4 separate regions of the Mus musculus genome follow, and regions 2, 3 and 4 are each linked to region 1. Evidence: chromatin contacts called from public HiCAR-type and promoter capture Hi-C data. All regions are on one chromosome and are shown on one strand. Each heading gives the region's core, a stretch centred on a gene start, on an enhancer-like site or on the middle of the called end of the contact. The rest is flanking DNA. Distances are from core to core; before and after follow the strand shown.

Region 1 (2,643 bases), core at 102-2,601:
GATCTTATAAAGTATTTTCTTTTTGAAGTGCTGTTCTCTTTTTACTGATTATTTGACTTGCATACTTTTGAAATAAGATGAGGAACCAAATTCAACTGACAGGGGCTTCAGAAAGACATCTACCTAACTTCCTTAAGAGACTAGTAAGTTACAACATCATTAGTCCAGTCTGAATCAACTTTCTGCAAACTGTTGAGATTTCAGTAGGTATTTCTGGAATCCATTCAGTAATTTCAGTTTTCTAAGCACCAGGAAAACTTAAAAATAAAAACTAAGAACATACAATTCTTTATTATGTCGTGTGGATCAGTTATCATTGGACTAAACAGTCAAGTGTGGTTTTCTCTGTGTAAAATGTTCCTGTGGGGAGGAATTACACTGGATTAAGTCCCCATCCAGCGCTCCTCTGTCTACATGGAAAGCCTTTCCCCTTCCACTTTACAAGCCTCAACAAGTCCGCTGCTGAGTCACAATCTCCTTTCCCCCCTGATGTGAGAAATCTTTCTCCCTTGAAAATTAATAAAGCTTCGGAAATGTTCCGATGAGAGTCTCCCGGGGGAAGGAAGCCAGAAAGAACTTGTAGAGGAGGAGTCCGGCACCCCTGGGTTGTGGTGACAGCGCACCCAGGGCTTGCAGCAGCGGGGCCAGGAGGAGCTGGTCTCAGAACCTACTCAGAGCTCTCCTGCGCGAGTAACCACGCAGAGCCCTGTCGGCTCCCAGACTTTGTTCCCCTTGCTGAAGTGGAAATGTTTGCTGCAAAAGGCGCCGGTGTTTCGCGTTTTACTCTTAAAAAACAAACAAAAAAAAATGCCTTCCAGCGGTGGCAAGGGTGGGTGACAGCACGCGCGGCTCGCACCCGACCACAGAGCATGGGACCTTCTAGAGTCCTGCAAGCTTAGCGCCCTAGTCCTGCTAGCAGGTCTGGGACAGCGGCACTTCACGTGACCCCAGGGGCTGGGACAGGGCGGGGCCTGAGGAGGGGGCGCGTGCGACAGGGGACAGGAGGGGCGGTTGCCCAGGAACCGTCCGCAACGCCCGCGCGTGCTCGCCTCCGTGCGCACGCGCACGGTGCTCGAGACCCATTAGCCGTCTCCCCAACTTCCACCGGCTTTTTTTTCACCCCCTTGGGCTCCATTCAAGGTCCTGGACTGAGGGACGCGCCGCGCGCGCCCGCTGCCTCGCAGGGTCCACAACGCACGCTAATGAGGGGCGGGGCGGGGCGAGGCCGGCGGCGGCGGCGGCGGCGCGCTCGCGCGTGCCAGGGCGCGCGACAAGGGGCGGCGCGATTGTGAGGTGGCTGCTGACGCACGTTCCGGGGTTCTTAAGCGGCGAGGGCGGCGGCGGCCGAGGCAGCGGCGGTGGTGCCGGAGCCGGTTCCGGGAGGCGGCGGTGGCCTCCGTGAGGGGCGGCGGGGCCCCAAGTCGGTGCCCCGGCTCAGTCACAGTGTCCCTTTCCCATTGACCCCATCCTTCCACCACGGCCGCGCCGCCACGGCTCCCGGGGCTTTCTAGGCGGGGCAGGGGACGGGGTGCGTCTCCTGCCGCGGCCGCCGGCCTGATAAATGCGGGACTTCGGGTTCGGGGTGCTGCACACTGCCCTGCTGCGCAGCGGCAGCCCACGATCCTCGCCCGGCGGCAGCGCCTACCGGCCCTTCGCCGCCGGGCCGCCCGCCACGCCCTTCGGCCCGCTGTCGCCGCCGCCGTTGCCTGTCACCGGCTTCTCCGAGGCCGCCTCCCCCTTCGCCATCCCCTCGGGCGGCGGCGCGGCCAGCTCAGCCGCAGCTTCCTCTTCCTCCCCGCTCGTGGCGCATCCCCAGGCCGTGCAGGATGAGCTACTGCTCGGGCTGACACAGCAGCCGACGAGGCCGCTCTCGGGGGCGGCGGCCGCAGAGCAGCTCCCCAGCCACCACCCCGGCGGCGGCACGAACGCGGGTGTGACCCACCTCCTCCCCTCCCAGGACTTCAAACCGAGTCTGCACCACCCCTCCTCCTCCTCCGCCTCCTCCTGCTGCTGCTGCCGCACCTCCTCCCCGCAGGACTTCAGTAAGCGGCAGCAGCAGCAGCTGAGCAGCCAGAAGAGGAAAGAGTTGAGCCCGCCACACCGTCCCCACCCTCCGGACGCGAAGCCGCCGCCGCCGCCGCCGCCGCTCCACTGCCCCGGCCGCTTCAGCCCAACACCGCCAACGCCGCCACCACCGCCCGGGCCGCTCCTGCAGTCGGCGCCGCTCGCCCAGCGCTCTCAGCCGTTCAGCCTCCCGCACACGCAGCACCTCCCGCCGCAGGACTTCGCCCAGCGGCAGCGCCCGGTCGACCTGCCCCAGCTCCCGCAGCTCCCGCCCTCGCCGCCCGCAGCTCCGCGGCGCCGCCACGGAGGCGCGGGAAGCCCTCGCCAGACCCCGGCCGCGGGCGAGGGCAGCGCCGCCGAGCCCCCCAATGCGGGCTTGCCCCCCTCGACGCCGCCGGTGAACCCCGCGCCGGGCTCCATGGAGTCGCCCAACCACCCTCTGCTCAACAGCCCCAGCACCCTCCTGCCCGGCGCGGCGCTCGGCACCAGCGCCTTCAGCAGCCTGCAGAGCCCGGACCTGCCGCACCCCGGCGGCGGCGGGGGCGGGGGACCCCCCGGAGGGGGAGGCGGCTCCGCGTC
Region 2 (2,643 bases), core at 106-2,605, 2.6 Mb after region 1:
TCCAAAGGCTGACACCTACTCGTCAGAAAAGAAAACCGACGCAACCACCCACTCCTAACACCGACCAGCCTCCACTCCCACCTCCTCCCCTCAAAAGCTACCCCGTAACCCCTGCCGAAGCACACCCTCCGCTCGCAGCCCCTCTGTTGCACTGAACCAACCTGCTGGGTAACAGCTGTGGGCACACGTCGCACTCTGAGTGAGGAAAAGCAGCGACCGCAACAAGGTAAGGGAGTCCCAGTACTTCCCGCTACCCGGAGCAGCCCACTGAATGACAGCCGGGAGCGCGCAAGTTTGAAGCAAAACCGATCAGACCCCACCGAAACGGAAAACTGAACTGCATTTGAACAGGAATGGGAGGCGGGGAGGGCTACGCGAGTCCATCACATGACAGCGAAAAGAGGACCGGAGTCGTCGGGGCGTCCTCAAGGAAAGGGGGGGGGGGCGTGGGGAGGGTGCCGTCGCCATAGCAACACCCCCCATCCGTCCAGACTTCCAAAGAGGGAGGAAGAACTTCAAATCCCAACCGTCAGCTCGAGCGGCTCCTTCTTAAAGGGGTACACACAGATCCGAGGCCACTCGCAAGAGGGCAGAGGCGGCCGCCCCCCGCCCCTCAGGCGCCGCCCCCATCGCCCCTCGACCCTCTCCCGCCCCCCGCCCCCCGCCCCGCGAGCGCCCCGCAACCCCTGGTCCCGCGTCCCAGGAACTAGGCAGCGTCTTCGCCGCCAGCCCCAGGGCCGCAAGAAGGGGGTGTGTGAGCGCCCGGCCGGGGGCGCGGACCGGCTCGCCGCTCCAGGGTCCCCTCCGCCCCGGTGGAGAGCCGCGGTGACAGGGGCACCGGCGGGTGGCGACGGGCGCCGAGGAGTTTCGGGGCAGCACGAGCGGGCGGGCTGCTTCCGCGGGGTGCTCGGAGAGTGGGTCCGAACTAACAGTTCCCCGGGAGCTCGGAGCCGGGCAGGCGGGCGGCGGGGCGCGGACCGCGCCGGGCAGGGAGCCCCGAGACAAAAGGCGCCGCCGGGGCCGCCGCGCCGCCGCCGCCGCCGCTCCCATCGCTCCCCATTGAACTGACCCGAACCGGAGCTCCAACTACACCCCTCAGCCACAAACTCCTCCGGCAGCCGCACCGTGGCGCCGAGCCCGGCCCGGCCCGTGTCTCTCTTACCTACACAGTGCATGAGGCGGTGGCGCCAAGAGTCGAGTTCCCGCCGGAATCCTCTCCTCTCCGCCGCGCACCGAGGGCTCCGGCACTGAGCGGCAGCGGCGGCGGCGGCAGCAGCGGCGGCAGCGGCCATTCTCTCTCTTCCCTTGTCCATCTGCGTCCCGCGTCACGCGCCCTCATTTACATACGAGCGGCGCAGGCACGAGGCAGGGGCGCGAGCCCTCGGCGCGAGCCCCGGAGCGCGCGCCCCCCGGAGGGGGGTTGATTGACACGTGTCACTACCTTCCTCCTGCCCTCCCCTCCCCCTCCCACCGCTCCCTCGGGGAGAGGCGGGGAGGGAGCGCGGAGAGAAGGAAGCAACCTGCCGCTTCCGCTGACCCCGCCTCCTTACCCACTCCCTTCCCCTCCTCCCCCCAGAGTTTACTCAGGCAAGCCATACTGCTCCCGCCGTCCACGAAAACCCTGAGCGGGAGCGAGAAACCCGGAGGCCAGCCAGGAACCCGCGTGCTGAAGGAGCGGACCAGCAACGCCTCCCTTCTGCCCTCGCGCGGAGCGCTGGAAGTCCGAAGACTTCATTTCCCAGCCTCCATTGCGTGCAGGTCCCGTAGAGGAGCGCAAGAGAGCGACGCTGTGCCCTCTGGGCTTTGTAGTCCTCTCGCGTTGAGCGCTCTCCTAGCCTAGCCAGTTCGCACTTTTCCAGATAGCAGCTCGGCCCCAGACTTCTAATGTTTTGCCCCCAGTGGGTTTAGCCTCTAACTCCCTCCGCCCAAATGCTTGCTTCCTCGAGTTCCAAGAGGGGAGTACGGTGGAAGCCTCAAGAGTTGGCGGTGCTGGGCTAGGCAGCTCCTTAAGTGCTGGAAACTTTTCAGGGTCAATGTCATCTATCTTCACTTTCAGCGAAAGCGCTTGCCAATCATCCTACTGCATCCAGAAAAGATGTGCGAGGACATCAGTTTTGTGAAGCGAAGAGATCTTGAAAAGCGAGATTAGTTACAAAAATCGGGGGAACTAACCTTGCATGGGATTTAACACTTTGTAATTGTTATAGATGGATCCTGCTCTGTGCTAGAGAAAACTTCCTTGGGGAGAGGAGAATCTTTTGATTAAGTATATACTTAAAATTACTTAAAAAAAAAAAAAAAACTTTTGCACCAGAGCCATTTCTACACTTATGTCAGTATTGTCACAGGGGACCAAGAGCTTGTAAGCCATCCAGAGTTTACAGAGAAGTGCTGTACATTACTGGGCATTTATACTCACCTTTGCGGAAAAAAATATTTTAATTCTTAGGAACTCAAATTCTCAATTCTGTATTGCCCTATCTTGTGGTATAGTCTTATCTATCATTCTTTTTTCTTCTTAGAGTAGTTTATTGCTCAGCGTTTGTTGCATCAGAAGTAAAAATGTAGCATTACATCTTCATCAGAAATTTTCGAATGTGAAGTTTGAAGCCATGTGTTTATGAATATATGTTTGCAATCTTA
Region 3 (2,643 bases), core at 62-2,561, 2.3 Mb after region 1:
AGTGTTTCTCTATATTTGCTAGACAGAGTTCTGGATGTTGGGCATATAGATAACTAAAACCTGACTAACCCCGCAAAGTATTTCTTTAGGTTTTTTTTTCTAGAAAGGTCTTCCATTTAAATTTTCATTCCAAATGAGATCTCTTTAGAGAGGCCCTCCACATCAAAGAGCACTTAGCTGTCCACTCCCAAGCATTTTCCCTCAGTACTTATCTCTACAAATAATGCTGTATGTATTTATGAGGTTTTTCTTCCTATTTGGGGTATTTACTACTATGTCTAGATTATTAAACATGCCTATCTGGAAACTAGAAGGACTCAGTTAAGTTGAAGGGACACTAGTCCACTTGAGCATGGCTCTGGCAATCCTTGTTCGGCTCCTCCATTTCCTCTGCTTTACTAAGAACTGTTAGATTGTGTTCCTAAAGCTAGCCACCGAGGTTTGTTCACTTATTTGGCCACTTCCTGAGGCTGACTACCAAGGTGAAGATATCATCGTATTGAAGTCCAGCAATGAAAAGTCCCCGTTGGCTCACCTAATTAACTTGTCCAACTAAAATTGAACACATCATTCTAACACAGGGGTTCCCTTTATACCATTATAAATGTCCATTTTACTATGTGCCGCATCTGTCTCCTCTCTATCTAGAGGCAGTCTTTTATCCTCCAGTGACAAATACCACTCCCCATCCTTCTCTTCTCCTTCATCCTGTCTCCTGTCACTTATTCCCTACCCTCTGTCTAGGGCAAGGAAATCTTTCGGCGAAAACTTGGTCAGCTGATAATTTTTCTTTTTTTTTTAAGTGTTGTAAAATTAAACAACAACGACGACAACAAGGCTATTTGGCTTCTGAATTAGTGAACAGGCAAACATTAAAGCCGTTATGAAAACAGATGCAGTCACTTTCCCTCCGGTGTTATCATATACGATTAGAAAAGTGCCAGGAACACTGGTATCCTTCAGGATGTCACCTCACGCCAGAATTTAGAGGGAACTTGTGTTGTTCCAGCCAGAACAAGTGACTAGATTGGCATTTGGTACATCTCAAGCCCTTAATCACCCTAGAATGAACTGATGACTCATTTTTCTAAAGGAGCGCAGAAAAGACTCGGCTAAGGTCTTTAGGGACAGCCCAAGGGCTTGGCTGGAGGCAGGGAGGCCAGCGCCCTTGTTCGGTCTCTGCAAGTGACTGGTTTAAACCAGTCCCAGCATTTAGTATTTAGGTCAAAAAAGAGTAAACCCAGGTCGGCTATAAATTGGGCAGACCGCACAGAAACAAGGATGATGGTAAATCCTTTCTCCGGGCGAATAGGCGAACTGCCCGTCATGTGACCAGGCCTGCCACGTGATCAGGCTGCCCGCGCCTGCGCACACAGGCCCGGTGTCGTTTCCGCCCGCCGTTGCAGACATGGCGGCGTCCCTGGGAGGGATGTTCACTGGGCAGCCTCCAGGTCCCCCGCCGCCGCCGCCCGGGCTCCCAGGCCAGGCGTCGCTTCTGCAAGCAGCCCCTGGGGCCCCGAGACCATCTAACAGCACTTTGGTGGACGAGTTGGAGTCATCCTTCGAGGTAAGCCGAGATGTGGGCGTCTCTGTGCAGCCCTCACAGGCGTGCGGAAGGCGCGCAGGTTAACTCCTTTCTCGGTCCCGGCGTTTAGTAGAGGCGGGGCACCGGAGAATGGAAGTCGCCTGCCGTAGATTGGGTACTACCTGTGGCCGGTCGTCTCAGGTCTGCCCCCGCAACCGCGACATTTCTGGAGACCGTGGCCTTGAAGTTCGCCCAACTCCCATCCACCTCGGGGCTCGTTGGATCCCCTGCGGGTCTAGTAGGATCTGGTCTTCCCTGGAGCGGGCCCACTCGGCTGAGGTCCTCTGAGTTTCCAGGTCACATACTGGACGCTTTTCCTGTTTTTCTCTAGTGTTCTGTGTAGACCTTCCAATGGCCCCTGGCACCTGCCTACCTGTTAGCTTGTTTGGGTGCCATCCCTTGACTTCTCTGGCTTTCGCTTTCTATTCATTTGGTAAATGCTCTTTGTTGGCATAAGTTGAGTTCTCACTGTGGGAGGAAACCTTAGTAGAACGCTTGGGTCCATCCACTCTTGGATGCAGGGATGGAACTCAGGTGTGGTGGCAAACATCTTTACCGGATTAGCCATCGCACCAGTCCTAAAATACTGGGCTTTTAATAGAAGGGCACGCGTTGTTTTTAACCTCCGTAAGACTGACTGTCCATAAAGGTCCATGCTTTAAATGTTTTTCAAAGGATGGGGGGGGGGGGTGGGCTGGGAGGTGCAGCAGGAACTAAAGTTTCTGAAGTTAGTTTTTGTCTTTTTGTTTTGTTTTGTTTTGTTTTGAGACAAGTTCTCAGCGTAGCCCTGGCTGTTTTGGAACAAGCGCTGTAGACCAGGCTGACTTTGGACACACAACTGTCTCTGCCTCCCTAGTGCTGGGATTGAACAAGTGCAGCACCACTGCCTGGCTTGCAGTTAGGTTTGGTTTTTTTTTTTTTTTTAAGTCTGCATGGCCTACTGCCGTTGGTGAAGCCCCCCCCCCCCCCGCCCCCAAGCTTTGTGGGCCATAGGTTTTCTGAAATCTGCACATCATGCTCACGCCCCAAAAGTCCAACAAGACTTAACTTTTACCGTA
Region 4 (2,643 bases), core at 107-2,606, 2.3 Mb after region 1:
GAGCACCTTGTTTGCATAGGCCCTAGATATGGACTAGATGCTAGATTTTGGCATGAATACACAGAAGTGAAAGCCACGTCCTACACACACACACATACACACACACACACACACACACACACACACACACACGAGCAGGATACAGGTGATTAGCAATTTGAGACAGGTTGCTTTGGGAGTAGGAGACATAAAACCCACAGTGGGATGGTCTGGAGGCATTTCTTGTGGAAGAAATGTCCTTAAACAAAATAAAAAAGGCAGAAGGAACTTGATCTTATTACGTTAGTAACCTTTTTATCACCAGGACAAAACTTTCTGAAGCTGTCAAATTAAAAAGAGGAAAGACTTTAGTTCCTAGCTCCAGAGGTTCCCGTGGTCATTCAGTGCACGGGTTTAGGGCCAGCATAGCAATTATGCTGAACACATACGATGGGATGCCTCTTCATCTGTGGTGAATCAGAGACAGGCAGCCGGGTCCTGGGATCACAGCATTTTCCTTGAAACCTCCCAACTTCTTTCTACTAGGTCCCATGTTCTACGTGTTCCACCTCCTCCCTGCAGCACCACGAGCTGCTGACCAAGAGCTGCTGACCAAAGCTTTAAAATATGAGCCTTGTCAGTAGTGAGGGTGGGCTACTAATGGGGACAATCATGGCCCATATCCGGATGTCTACATAAGACACTCTTCAAAACAGTTTTTGTAATCACTGTACTTCTTGCCCTTATTGGATAATGAAGGATGGCAGATATGCTACATTAAAGTATGCCACTTGAGCATCAATATTTTGCACCTAAAAGGCACTTGAATAGAACTAAATGCAAGAAGAGCCATCTTTGGGTCTCCCAAACCCCAAAGCAGAACGTCAAACCACCATGTAAACTACTGCTACCCCAAATACTTTTACCCGAGGTGAGGCGTTAAGGAAGCTAGAAATCTGCCCAAATGAACCTTATTTAGCTAATTATTACATTCTTTTTGTTTTCCTTTATGCTTAGTTACTTTTTCATAACTATTTACTATTCAATATAAGCACTTGGACCTGATCACTTTCAGGATCCTCATTTTCCTGTAAGGGCTTCCATGTATACACAAACTTGTTAAATAAAATTGACATACTTCTGTTAAACTGCCTTAAACCAAATTCTCAGGCTTCCCACGCGAGCACGAGCAAGCCGACACGCCCCTGAGCCCGCAGAAACCACGCCCACGACGCCGGCCCGCAAGAACAGAAGCCCCGCCCCCAAGGGCCTGCCGCCCTTCCCTAAGGCTCAGTAGCGGGTCTCCGCCCAGTTGCCGACGGCCCCGCCCCCAAGGCCCCGCACAGGTCCGGCTTTCCAAGCGCGCGTCCGGCGACCCCGGAGGTCCCGCCTCCAGGCGCGCGCCCTGCCACGCGCCACGTGCTCCTTCTCTGGAGGGCGGCGCCGAGGGCCGAGCCGAGAAGATGTACTTGCTGCCCCTTCCGGCTGCCGCGCGAGTCGCGCTCCGCCGCCTGGGAGTGAGAGGTCTCTGGGATCGGGGTCTGTCCACCGCAGACATGACGAAGGTGAGTGGAGGCGGCTCGCTCTCGGGCGGCCGCGCGAGCCCTGGCGGCGGGCAGCAGGGTGACCCGGCGTATCCAGGCCGCGATGTGTCGGACGGACGCATCAAGTTGCAGAAATGAGCTGAACAGAAAAGTTCCCTGGGTTTGCAGGACACCAGCCTGGGCCCGGCTTGCGACGAGGGCGGCCGATGCTGTTTGCCGAGGGCGCGTCCTTTCTTCCTAACTGGACAGTGCTGGGTTCTGAAGGCTGAGCAGAACCGCTCACTCCACCTAACCAGTGTTTACTGACTCCTCTAACTGAGCTCTGAAAAATTACACGCGCCTAGTTCGCCAATTCTTTTAGTTCTCACAGAGACCCTAGAAAGGACGACGGTAGGATTGTCCCAAAGCCTGCTACGCTTCCAGAGTAGCCAGTCACAGGGCCTGGACCCCTCCCCCCGCTGAAGTGAAGTGGAAGGCCCTGGGGGAGGAAACTGCTGGATTGGGTTTCTGTCCTTTTAGGGGAAAGGGTTTTATTGAGAGAGGTCATCTTGAAATTGGAAGAGGGTCTTCTCCATAGTCTGAGAAATTATGAAGGACCCTCAGATGGGAAAAGTCTGGAAGGGCTCATTGGAGTACTTCCAGGTCATACTTCCAGGACCTGGTGAGGGAGGAATGTTCCAGATGGAGCTTTGAACTCAGGTCGCCTGCAGTTATCACAGATAGCAGAGGAGTTAGGCAGACACCTTTCCAGCCCTGGCCGGTAACATTGGATTGTCCCAGGTTGGTCTCATGGAACCCCAGAATGAACAATCTTGGGAAAGTTAGAACCTAGCACTTACCATTGCTAAGGACGCCTGTTTTCTTCAGTGGAAAGATGGGTCCGGAGTACCTGGGGTGTTTTTTGGAAAGGGCCCTGACCAGAAAGAAGGCATGTGCACTGTCAAAGTTTAACTACGCAGGAGCTCCAGTGTCAGGGACTAGGTTTCCTTATCTGGCAAATGAGAGAAAAGTACTCCTTGAAGTGGCCGTAAGGGAGGCAGTATTTTAAAAGTCGTAAATTGCCTTGTGAAGTCAAATGATGAGCAGTGGTTTTACATCCTTATTTCAGGTGTTTGGGGCG

The links. HiCAR-type assays count read pairs that join an accessible place to other places. Capture Hi-C pulls out chosen DNA fragments and counts their contacts.
Region 2: a promoter capture Hi-C map of liver shows a contact between it and region 1, with 4 times the contacts expected there. The contact joins the promoter of Lcorl here to the promoter of Cpeb2 in region 1. A contact is called at or near these places in 1 of 484 Hi-C or Micro-C datasets (CD4 T cells) and 1 of 9 other capture datasets (liver).
Region 3: a HiCAR-type map of astrocytes shows a contact between it and region 1, with 6 times the contacts expected there. The contact joins the promoter of Med28 here to the promoter of Cpeb2 in region 1. A contact is called at or near these places in 1 of 39 promoter capture datasets (pre-B cells), 3 of 484 Hi-C or Micro-C datasets (CD8 T cells, pre-B cells and uterus) and 1 of 115 datasets of contacts at active chromatin or transcription factors (astrocytes).
Region 4: a promoter capture Hi-C map of liver shows a contact between it and region 1, with 7 times the contacts expected there. The contact joins the promoter of Lap3 here to the promoter of Cpeb2 in region 1. A contact is called at or near these places in 4 of 39 promoter capture datasets (the C10 cell line, liver and pre-B cells), 5 of 484 Hi-C or Micro-C datasets (CD4 T cells, CD8 T cells, embryonic stem cells and 2 more), 1 of 115 datasets of contacts at active chromatin or transcription factors (astrocytes) and 2 of 9 other capture datasets (adipose tissue and liver).

The regions. Positions count from the first base shown.
Region 1 is chr5:43,231,902-43,234,544 of GRCm38.p6, forward strand. Cpeb2 (cytoplasmic polyadenylation element binding protein 2) reads left to right here and starts at 1,352. Exons shown (of 12, transcript NM_001368806.1): 1 at 1,352-2,643. The coding sequence starts at 1,562. The region is part of intron 1 of Gm7854 (predicted gene 7854); the gene reads right to left.
Region 2 is chr5:45,856,185-45,858,827 of GRCm38.p6, forward strand. Lcorl (ligand dependent nuclear receptor corepressor-like) reads right to left here and starts at 1,356. Exons shown (of 7, transcript NM_001163073.1): 1 at 1,163-1,356. The coding sequence starts at 1,313.
Region 3 is chr5:45,518,918-45,521,560 of GRCm38.p6, forward strand. Med28 (mediator complex subunit 28) reads left to right here and starts at 1,312. Exons shown (of 4, transcript NM_025895.4): 1 at 1,312-1,567. The coding sequence starts at 1,409.
Region 4 is chr5:45,492,018-45,494,660 of GRCm38.p6, forward strand. Lap3 (leucine aminopeptidase 3) reads left to right here and starts at 1,357. Exons shown (of 13, transcript NM_024434.6): 1 at 1,357-1,544. The coding sequence starts at 1,443.